Regions from separate parts of the Sus scrofa genome. Here all the other regions are linked to region 2. A link is a contact called in public Hi-C and HiChIP or PLAC-seq data. All regions are on one chromosome and are shown on one strand. Each heading gives the region's core, a stretch centred on a gene start, on an enhancer-like site or on the middle of the called end of the contact. The rest is flanking DNA. Distances are from core to core; before and after follow the strand shown.

Region 1 (2,817 bases), core at 14-2,513, 36 kb after region 2:
CTTTCTCTGAATTAGGAGCCGACCCTCCCAGACCCATGGAAGTGTGGGCGGGAAAGAACAGGGGCTGCAAGTGACAGCTTCACGATGACAGGCCAAATCTTTTTTCAGAGCCCCCCTGGGGTGAGGCTTGGGGAGGGGGGGATACCCCCATTGCCCTACCCAACTGCCAGCCCCATCCACTTCCTCCACCCCTCCAGGGACCCAATCTTGGGCCCCAGGGCTTTGCCTGGCCAGGCCTCCGGCCTCCTGGCTCAGGATCTGGTCTCCTAGGCAACGGCCACACTGCTCCCCAGAGCACCCCTCCCCCACCCTCTCCCTGGCCATAGGCACAGGCTGTACCCAGCTCCCAAGGCACCACGCCAACTGAGACCGAGCTCTGTGCCACTTGGAACTGATGGGAGAGGCAGAGACCCTCTGGACGCCCGAAGCGCAATGCGGATCATAGGGAACCCATCCCCAGCTGTGTGTGCAGGGCTGATGCTTCCTCCACGTGGGAGCAAATCTTCAGAGCTGGCATTCACTTCCACTTCCTGGGAGGAGCCCCATGGCATTGCCCGCCCTTGCCCATGAACAAGGAAGAGCTTGTGAGGCTCCCAATATGTTCCAAATATAAGCGTGAGTTGTGATCAACAGTTACTGGTGCATGGTGCCCTGAAATGCCATGTCACACGCACCATGGCTTCTGGACCTCACACTAGTGGTCAGACGTGAAGAGGCTGGGAGGGAGAGGAGGAAAATGGCCAGGCTGTTTGGATTCCACATGCTCAGGTGAGGGTGGCTGAGGGGAAGCTGGGGGGCATTGGAGACTCCGAGCACTGACAAGGGAGGGGCCGCATGCCTGCTGCCTGTAATTACTCTGTGCTGCACGCCCTCCCCCTTTCAAAACGGGCATCTCTCCCTCCAGGTGCCTAATTCCCAGCCACATGGGAACATGACCTCATCTCCTGGGCAAAGGTAGGCAGCAGGCTTGCCGGCCTCAGGCCCATCCCCCCAGGGGTGCTAAAAGGCCCAAGCTCAGTGCTCTCTGGCCCAGCCCAGCGACTGCTGCACGACACCTAGTTGCCGGACCCATTACCTGTTCTCCTCTGGGTCTGACCCACACTCCACCTTGCTTGGCTTCTGTTCCATTCACTTCAATTCCATCCAGGATGCCCTCCAGCACGCCAAGAGACTGGGGTGGGCACACTGGCCCCCCCGGCACACCCACAGGCCACCCACCCCCCGCCACCCAGGCCCTAGGGCACAGCACCCATGGTGCCCGCCTCAGCACTTGGCCTTTCACACCATGCCCTGCACCCCAAGGGGGGAGCGGGCGGTGAGAAGGGGGCCAGGGAGTGGCAGGTGGTAGGGCTGGGGGGCAAGCTGAGTCTGTGGGGGGGGTCCTGGGCTGGGGGAGTAGCTTCGGAATCTTGTCCTGTCCGGAGGTCCCTGCAGAGAGAGGAGAGAGGCAGGGATAAGGCGGCGCCGTGGTGGGAGGAGGTGAATAGGATTCCTTCGGCGCCAACATTTTGGGCTCTTGGGGCTTATCACGAGATGGTGGTAGGCATGGAGGGAGGGCAGGCATCGGGAGAGGACCGGGAAGCCCTTCGGCTCGACAGACAGCAGGCAAGGCTGGAGATTCACATCCCGGTCCCCAGACATGGAAAGGGATGGAGGGAAAGAATGAGGTAATCCACGTAGCACGTCTCAAGCCTCACAGTCAAGCAAGGGCCTGGCCCCTTCATACGCGTCTATTACACATCAGCCCTTGTTACCACCCCTCAGCCAAGGTGTCGTTAGTATCACAGGGAAAGAAGTGACCAGAGATGGAGTTCCCTCCGTGGCTCAGCAGTTAACGATCCCGGCTGGGATCCATGAGGAGGCGGGTTCGATCCCTGGCCTCACTCAGTGGGTTAAGGACCCGGTGTTGCCGTGAGCTGTGGTGCAGGTCGCAGACGCGGCTCAGATCCCGTGTTGCCGTGGCTCTGGTGGAGGCCGGCAGCTGGAGCTCCGATTGGACCCCTCGCCTGGGAACCTCCATGTGCTGAGAGTGTGGCCCTTAAAAAAAAAAAGAAGAAGAAGAAGTGACCAGAGATGAGCAGCTTTCATTCAGCCCAGGCATGGGGGGGGTCCCGGTGAAGGAAGTGTGAGCGCCCACCTGAGGGCCTCAATGGAGAGGGATGCTGAAAAGAGCAGCCAGCCGACCTCCCCTGCTGCTGGCCGACTTAGGCCTCTCCAACCCCGGCCCCCCAAGGAGCTTCCCATACAAGGTCCCAAGTCACACTTCCCAGTCTGAGGACCAGACTTCCCAGTTGGTTTAGCTGAGCTGCCACCCACTGGGATGGACAGGGAGGGCGAGAGGAAACCAACAGGCATTAAGGGAATAGAGAGTATATGTCCACCCAGGTGGGCATCAGAACTTCGCAGGTGAGAAAAAGAAGCCTCGGAAAGCTTGCCCGTTCACTCAAGTTCACACAGCTTGCAAACAGCCTGCCGCCAATGCTAGCTTTGTTCTGCCAGCTGGGGTCCAGGGCACCGCCCACCTGGGCCGACCATTCCCTCCAGGTTTGCACCTCTGACCCTAGGCTACACACCTGAGGCTCGGTGACTGCCCACCCAGGCAGGTGTGGGCACGTGAGAGGGGCCAAGAGGCGCAGCTCCCCACACACAACCTCCCTCCTGTGGCTGCTTCCCCAGAGACCTTGCCCCGGGGGCCCCCAGGCCCCACCCCCAGGAACTGATAAGGAGCCAGGATGGGAGGGGAAAGGAGAGATAAGCCAGGCCATTGGGCAGGGCCGGCGGGAGCGGGAGCGGGACAGGGCCTCTGCGCTCAGGCCA
Region 2 (2,700 bases), core at 42-2,541:
AGAGTTCTTCATGCTGTTGGCAGACCTCTCTGAGATCCCCGATACCAGTTCTTTAAATGTGGCCTGGATAAGGGAGCGTGACCTCTCTCCTACAGTGAGTGTTCCGCTTCTTGCCACTTCCATCACCGCTCCTTCCCCAGAGATGCTGGTTCTTCCTCTATGGGCTCAGATTCCTCAAGCTGGGAGATATTTCCAAAATGGAGAATCCTCCTCTCTCAGAATTAAGAACTTTTGTCCTGGATGGGAAGAGCCTCTCAGAAATCATGTTGGGGGAAGGTGGAGAGGGCAGGACACCAAAAATTAGTCCAGTGAAAAGGCTTGATGCACAGAGCTGGGCTAAAAAAGCTAGAAAATAGGTCAAGTGAAGCTAAACAGAGGAAACCATTTCCTTGGGAAAAATTCTGACCTAGGCTTTGTCTATTTTCCTCTCCACTTCTTTTCCTCACATGAGATGTGAGGTTCAGAGATGGGGTAGGGAATTGGGCTGATGGAAAGTATGTGGTTGGAGGCAGACTAGGAGTTGTAAGTGAGGCGGTGCTCAGAGGAGGAAGAGTGGCGAAGGGTAAATTTAAGATCAGAGTATTGGGAGGCGGGTTCCCCTTGTGGCGCATCAGAAACAAATCATGGACTAGTATCCACGAGGATGCGGGTTTGATCCCTGGTCTCGATAAGTGGGTCGGGGATCCCGTGAGCTGTGAGCTGTGGTGTAGGTCGCAGACGTGGCTTGGATCCCACATTGCTGTGGTTGTGGCGTAGGCCTGCAGCTGCAGCTCCAGTTGGACCCCTAGCCTGGGAACTTCCATAAGCCTGGGTGCCGCCCTAAAAAGTAAGAAAATAATTATAATAAATAAAAAATCAAATCAAATCAGAGTATTCAGGGGCCATTTCTCCCTCCAAAGTCATAGCGGGTTGTGAATAGTAGATAACCCCCGAGCTGCAAATCTTGGGGCACAGGAAGGGGACGTCATTGTAGCCAAGAAGCACACTACCCAGGGGCATGTTGAAGAGCCCTGTGTGGAAGGGAATGGGAGGAGTCCTGGGGCACCTAGTTTCAGGAGAAACAGCTCCAAAGTCCTCAAGCTAGAACGTTAAGGGCCAGGGACACTTGCTCCCCTATAACTCAGCATCTGTCAGCACTCCCATTACCAGGTGCTATTTCCAGAGTCCTGGGCCTAGTGGGGGAAAAGGGCGGGGCGCTGGGGGAGAGACCGAGGCGGAGCCGAAGGGCTCCGCCCCCAGCCCAGCCGCAGTTCCAGATTTTCGCCACGCGGGGGCTCCCGAGCTCAACCGCAGTCCCAGGGTTCCGGAGGGGGGAGAGACTCTCCCGAGGACAGTTTGGGATGTCAGTTGTGACCCTGAGCAGAGAGGTGACCTAAGGGTCATTGGCTCCGAAGCTGCAGCCCCTTCGCATGGCCGTTGGAAAGACGTCCAGCCTCAGCCCTTCTCTCTGAAAGGGGCTCGTGGGACTGGGAACTAGGTCCCCGCCTCTTACCCTCACCCTCTTCTCCGTGGTCATTTCCTCCCCTGCGCGCTTCCTCCCCCTCCCCCATCCTCGTGGTCGGAACACCGCCACCCTCCCCCACAGCCCGTCAGAGTCCTGCGGAATGCTCTCACCCTGGCGACGTGCCAAGCTCTGGACTTCCTGGGCTTTGGGGTGGGGCTTGGCCAAGGGGAAGCCCTTTGGACAGGAGAGCCACCCAATCCTGCAGAGCCTGCTCGCGCTCTCCCTCTCTTTCTCTCCCTCTCTGCTAAGCAAAAGGCTCATCTATCATTCTCTGTCACCACCACCTAATTCCACCCCCACGCCCCCGCAAGAGGATTTCCTTGCCAGGGCAAAACATCCACAATCTGGATGCGGTGGGCATCCTAAACACTGGTTTATGGTGGGAAAAGGGGAAAAAACCCTATTTCGGAACCTGCCTTCCCTGTCCCAGAAGGCCTAGAGCTGGAAGGAGAGGTTCAGCTATCAGGGTCCTGAGGTGAGGATTTCGTAAATGGTCGTTCAGCCTTGGGGCTCCTTCTGGATCCTTCCCAGAGTCCTTGGGTCTAAGGAACTAGTCTCTATATAGTAAAGCTTGGGACTGAATTTTTGCATATCTGACCGCCTCTACTCAGCTTCCATGTTCCTGAAATAAATCAGCTGAAATTTGAACTCACTGGTCTACATCAAGGCCAAGGAAATCTTTCCAGCCAGCTGTAGCCGACTGGGGTGGGTTCAGTGAGAATGGGGAGCAGGCAGAAACCACTCCCAAATCTAATGAATAGAGACCAGGCCTGTCAGAGACCTCTGGCTCCTTTCTGGGGGGTGGGGGTGGGGGTCACTGCTCAGAAATGCTTTTGCACTTGGAGGCTGAAAGTCTTATATTGTCCACAAATGACAAAGTGAGAACTCAGTCCTGTGGCGCCCCCTGCCTTGAGGTCCCTCTGTGCTGCTTTTGCAGCCTGTCATCCCTAACCTGTGCCAGATTCCCAAGTTCCTATCTTGAAACCTCAGCCCCCACACCCAGGGCCTAGGGGAGAGCCAATGTAGGTCACTGCAGCTGGGCCTGCAGGGCTGTCTGCTCCTTGAGCTCAGAGCCTTTTAGGCACAGAGAGGAAACCGTGCAGAGAAGTGAGAGAAAAAGGCTCTATGAGAATCAGAGGAAAGCACATTACTCAAAAAATGAAGCATGGAGAGGCCAGGAGTCAACGGTCACATTT
Region 3 (2,700 bases), core at 130-2,629, 60 kb after region 2:
CAGCCACACAGCAAGGTCAGATCTGAGCCCTGTCTGCGACATACACCACAGCTCACAGCAATGCCGAATCCTTAACCCACTGAGCGAGGCCAGGGATTGAACCTGCAACCTCATTGTTACTAGTCGGAGTCGTTTCCGCTGTGCCACAATGGCACCTCCCTATTGTTTTTAATAATTTTTTAAAATAATTGTTTTAGATTTATAGGGATAAAATGAAAATAGTGGAGAGTCTCTATGTACCCCACACTCAACTCCCCCCCCCTTTTTTAAACATCTTATGTTAGTGTGGTACATTTGTTAACATTATTATACACTATTGATACATTATTGTTAACTAAAGTCCATGTTTTTTTCAGATTGCTTAGTTTTCACCTAATGTTCTTCTGGTTCAGGACTACATCCAGGTTACCAAGTTACATTTAGTCATTATGTCTCCTTGGACTCTTGACTATGAAGGTTTCTCAGACTGTCCTTATTTTTTTTTTTTTTTGTCTTTTTTGTTGTTGTTGTTGTTGCTATTTCTTGGGCCCTCCCGCGGCATATGGAGGTTCCCAGGCTAGGGGTTGAATCAGAGCTGTAGCCACCGGCCTACACCAGAGCCACAGCAATGCAGGATCCGAGCCGCGTCTGCAACCTACACCACAGCTCACGGCAACTCCGGATCGTTAACCCACTGAGCAAGGGCAGGGACCGAACCCGCAGCCTCATGGTTCCTAGTCGGATTCGTTAACCACTGCGCCACGATGGGAACTCCAGACTGTCCTTATTTTTGATAACCTAAACCTCAGTTTCTTCCTTACTTCTGTCTTCAGGCAGTATGCTGGGCCAGGAGATTCTGGAAGGATCGCCAGATTTGGGGGTTGAAGTGGTGGGTGATGTGTGTGCAACTGACAGAACCTCAACGTTGCTTCTGGAATACAGGTATGGAAATGAGAAGAACTCTGGTAGGCACGGCCAAAAAAATAAAAACCAAACCAACCAACCAACCAAACACCCTGGTAGATTCAGGTATTTAGGAGAACAACAACAACAACAAAAAGTCCGGGAGAGAGAAAATCTACTGATGAACGTAAACCATACCCTTGGTGTTGCCTACTAACCAGCAGGTAATGAAAGCCCATCCTAAGGTAACTTAAATGCTCGGTCGACAGTGACGTCACTGGAGGAAGCCTTTGCGAGAGGCCTTTAGAGAGCCTTTCCCAGCATCTCAGTGATGCCCGAGCTCCCACACGTCCTTCCCTGAAGGAGAGAAAATGCAGACTGACTAGCTTCGTTCCTTAGCTTCCTTACCAACGGAGTCCACAGAACTACAATTCCCAGAAGGCATCGTGGAGTAACCAGTCTCTTATCGCATTCTTATTGGTTCATGGTTGTTACTCTCAGCCAATAGAAAATTAGCTCTTTAATAAGTGCCAAAATGGCGCTACGTAGGATCTAGAACTAGGTTGTCCGGTAGGCTTAAATTTGGGGAGGTGATGGATGAAAAGTGAACAGGGAATTAAAGTTTCAGGGTTGGGGAGGGTGGAGGAAATGGGGGGAAAATCTGGATTTGAGATGGTAGCGGCTCAGGGACGCAGCCAGAGCTAAGGGCGTAGTCAGGCACCCGGAACCGGCTTAACCCCTTGCTGCCCGTTCTTTGTATTAAACCCCTTTGACACCCTCTTTTTAGTTAGTGCTCCAGTTTAAAGAAGGACGGTTCAGGAGGAAAGAATCTGACAGGATCCTTACTTTGCCCCTTTCCCCTTTTTCTCATTTCTAGTTCTGCCTTCGTTAAATCTTCCTGTATCTTCTCCATTCCATTTAACTCTGCCCCTCCCCCCCGTTCTTTTCCTCAGAATCTCCTCTCCCCTCCTCTAGCTCGATTTCTCCCCCCTCAAAGCTGACCTCCACCGGCCCCGCCGCCTCAGAGTGAAATCATGAAGGTGGTGAACCTGAAGCAAGCCATTTTGCAAGCTTGGAAGGAGCGATGGAGTGACTACCAGTGGTCAATCAACATGAAGAAATTCTTTCCCAAAGGAGCCACCTGGGACATTCTCAACCTAGCAGGTCTCGTGTGAAGTAGGAAGGAAGGATGGATGGGAGGGCTAACCCCAGAAATGTTGTAACCACTCAGTCTTCCTTTGTTATTGCCCTTGCAGAAGCACTACTGGAGCAGGCCATGATTGGACCGTCCCCCAATCCTCTCATCCTGTCCTACCTGAAGTATGCCATTAGTTCCCAGGTAAATTGTTCCCCTTATTCCAAAAAGTGAGGGTTTGGAGGTGAAAGACTTGGAGTCTGTCAGCTCACACTTTCTGGGTGAATGTGCCTGAACACATCATTTGTCTGAGCCTCAGTTTTCTCTTGAAAATGTCATCTTTCACTTGTTGTGATGAATATTGCATTCACTGTCCTCTGAATAAACATTCACAAATGCTTGTATGTGCCAGGCAATGCTATAGGCACTGGGGATTTACCTGTGAACAGAGCTAATCCCAGCACACAATGAATTTATTAGGTAGTACAAGCATGTAAATAAGCAGCCAATCACAGGATGGGATTATGATTAGGCTAGGGCAGAGTATTGTGGAGTACATGGGAGGGATGCTTAATCCAGTCTGAGTGATTAGGGAGGAAGTGATGTTTAAACCAAATCATGAGTGTTGAGTGGGAGTTAACCAGGCAGATTGATGAGCATGTACACAGCAGAGAGAAAAACAT

Evidence for each region. A called contact is a pair of places that touch in the nucleus more often than the background predicts. HiChIP or PLAC-seq counts read pairs in DNA pulled down with a chosen protein or histone mark.
Region 1: a contact with region 2 is called in an H3K27ac HiChIP or PLAC-seq map of skeletal muscle. The contact joins the promoter of THRA here to the enhancer-like site in region 2. A contact is called at or near these places in 3 of 5 promoter capture datasets (fetal liver, fetal skeletal muscle and liver), 19 of 47 Hi-C or Micro-C datasets (adipocytes, alveolar macrophages, brain and 11 more) and 2 of 2 datasets of contacts at active chromatin or transcription factors (alveolar macrophages and skeletal muscle).
Region 3: a contact with region 2 is called in a Hi-C map of liver, with 3 times the contacts expected there. The contact joins the promoter of MED24 here to the enhancer-like site in region 2. A contact is called at or near these places in 4 of 5 promoter capture datasets (fetal liver, fetal skeletal muscle and liver), 17 of 47 Hi-C or Micro-C datasets (adipose tissue, brain, embryonic fibroblasts and 9 more) and 2 of 2 datasets of contacts at active chromatin or transcription factors (alveolar macrophages and skeletal muscle).

The regions. Positions count from the first base shown.
Region 1 is chr12:22,283,897-22,286,713 of Sscrofa11.1, forward strand. THRA (thyroid hormone receptor, alpha) reads right to left here and starts at 1,264. Exons shown (of 8, transcript NM_214190.1): 1 at 1,076-1,264. The coding sequence starts at 1,128.
Region 2 is chr12:22,248,115-22,250,814 of Sscrofa11.1, forward strand. No RefSeq gene overlaps it. Among named protein-coding and RNA genes, the nearest start is that of MSL1, 12 kb to the left of the region's middle. Within about 2 kb of position 1,292, at least 63 of the 83 cell types and tissues checked have an H3K27ac peak or open chromatin away from gene starts, as enhancers often do. A contact at or near this core is called in adipose tissue, alveolar macrophages, brain and 10 more, where this site is marked.
Region 3 is chr12:22,307,625-22,310,324 of Sscrofa11.1, forward strand. MED24 (mediator of RNA polymerase II transcription subunit 24) reads left to right here and starts at 1,380. Exons shown (of 28, transcript XM_021067025.1): 1 at 1,380-1,452; 2 at 1,836-2,046; 3 at 2,139-2,221. The coding sequence starts at 1,917.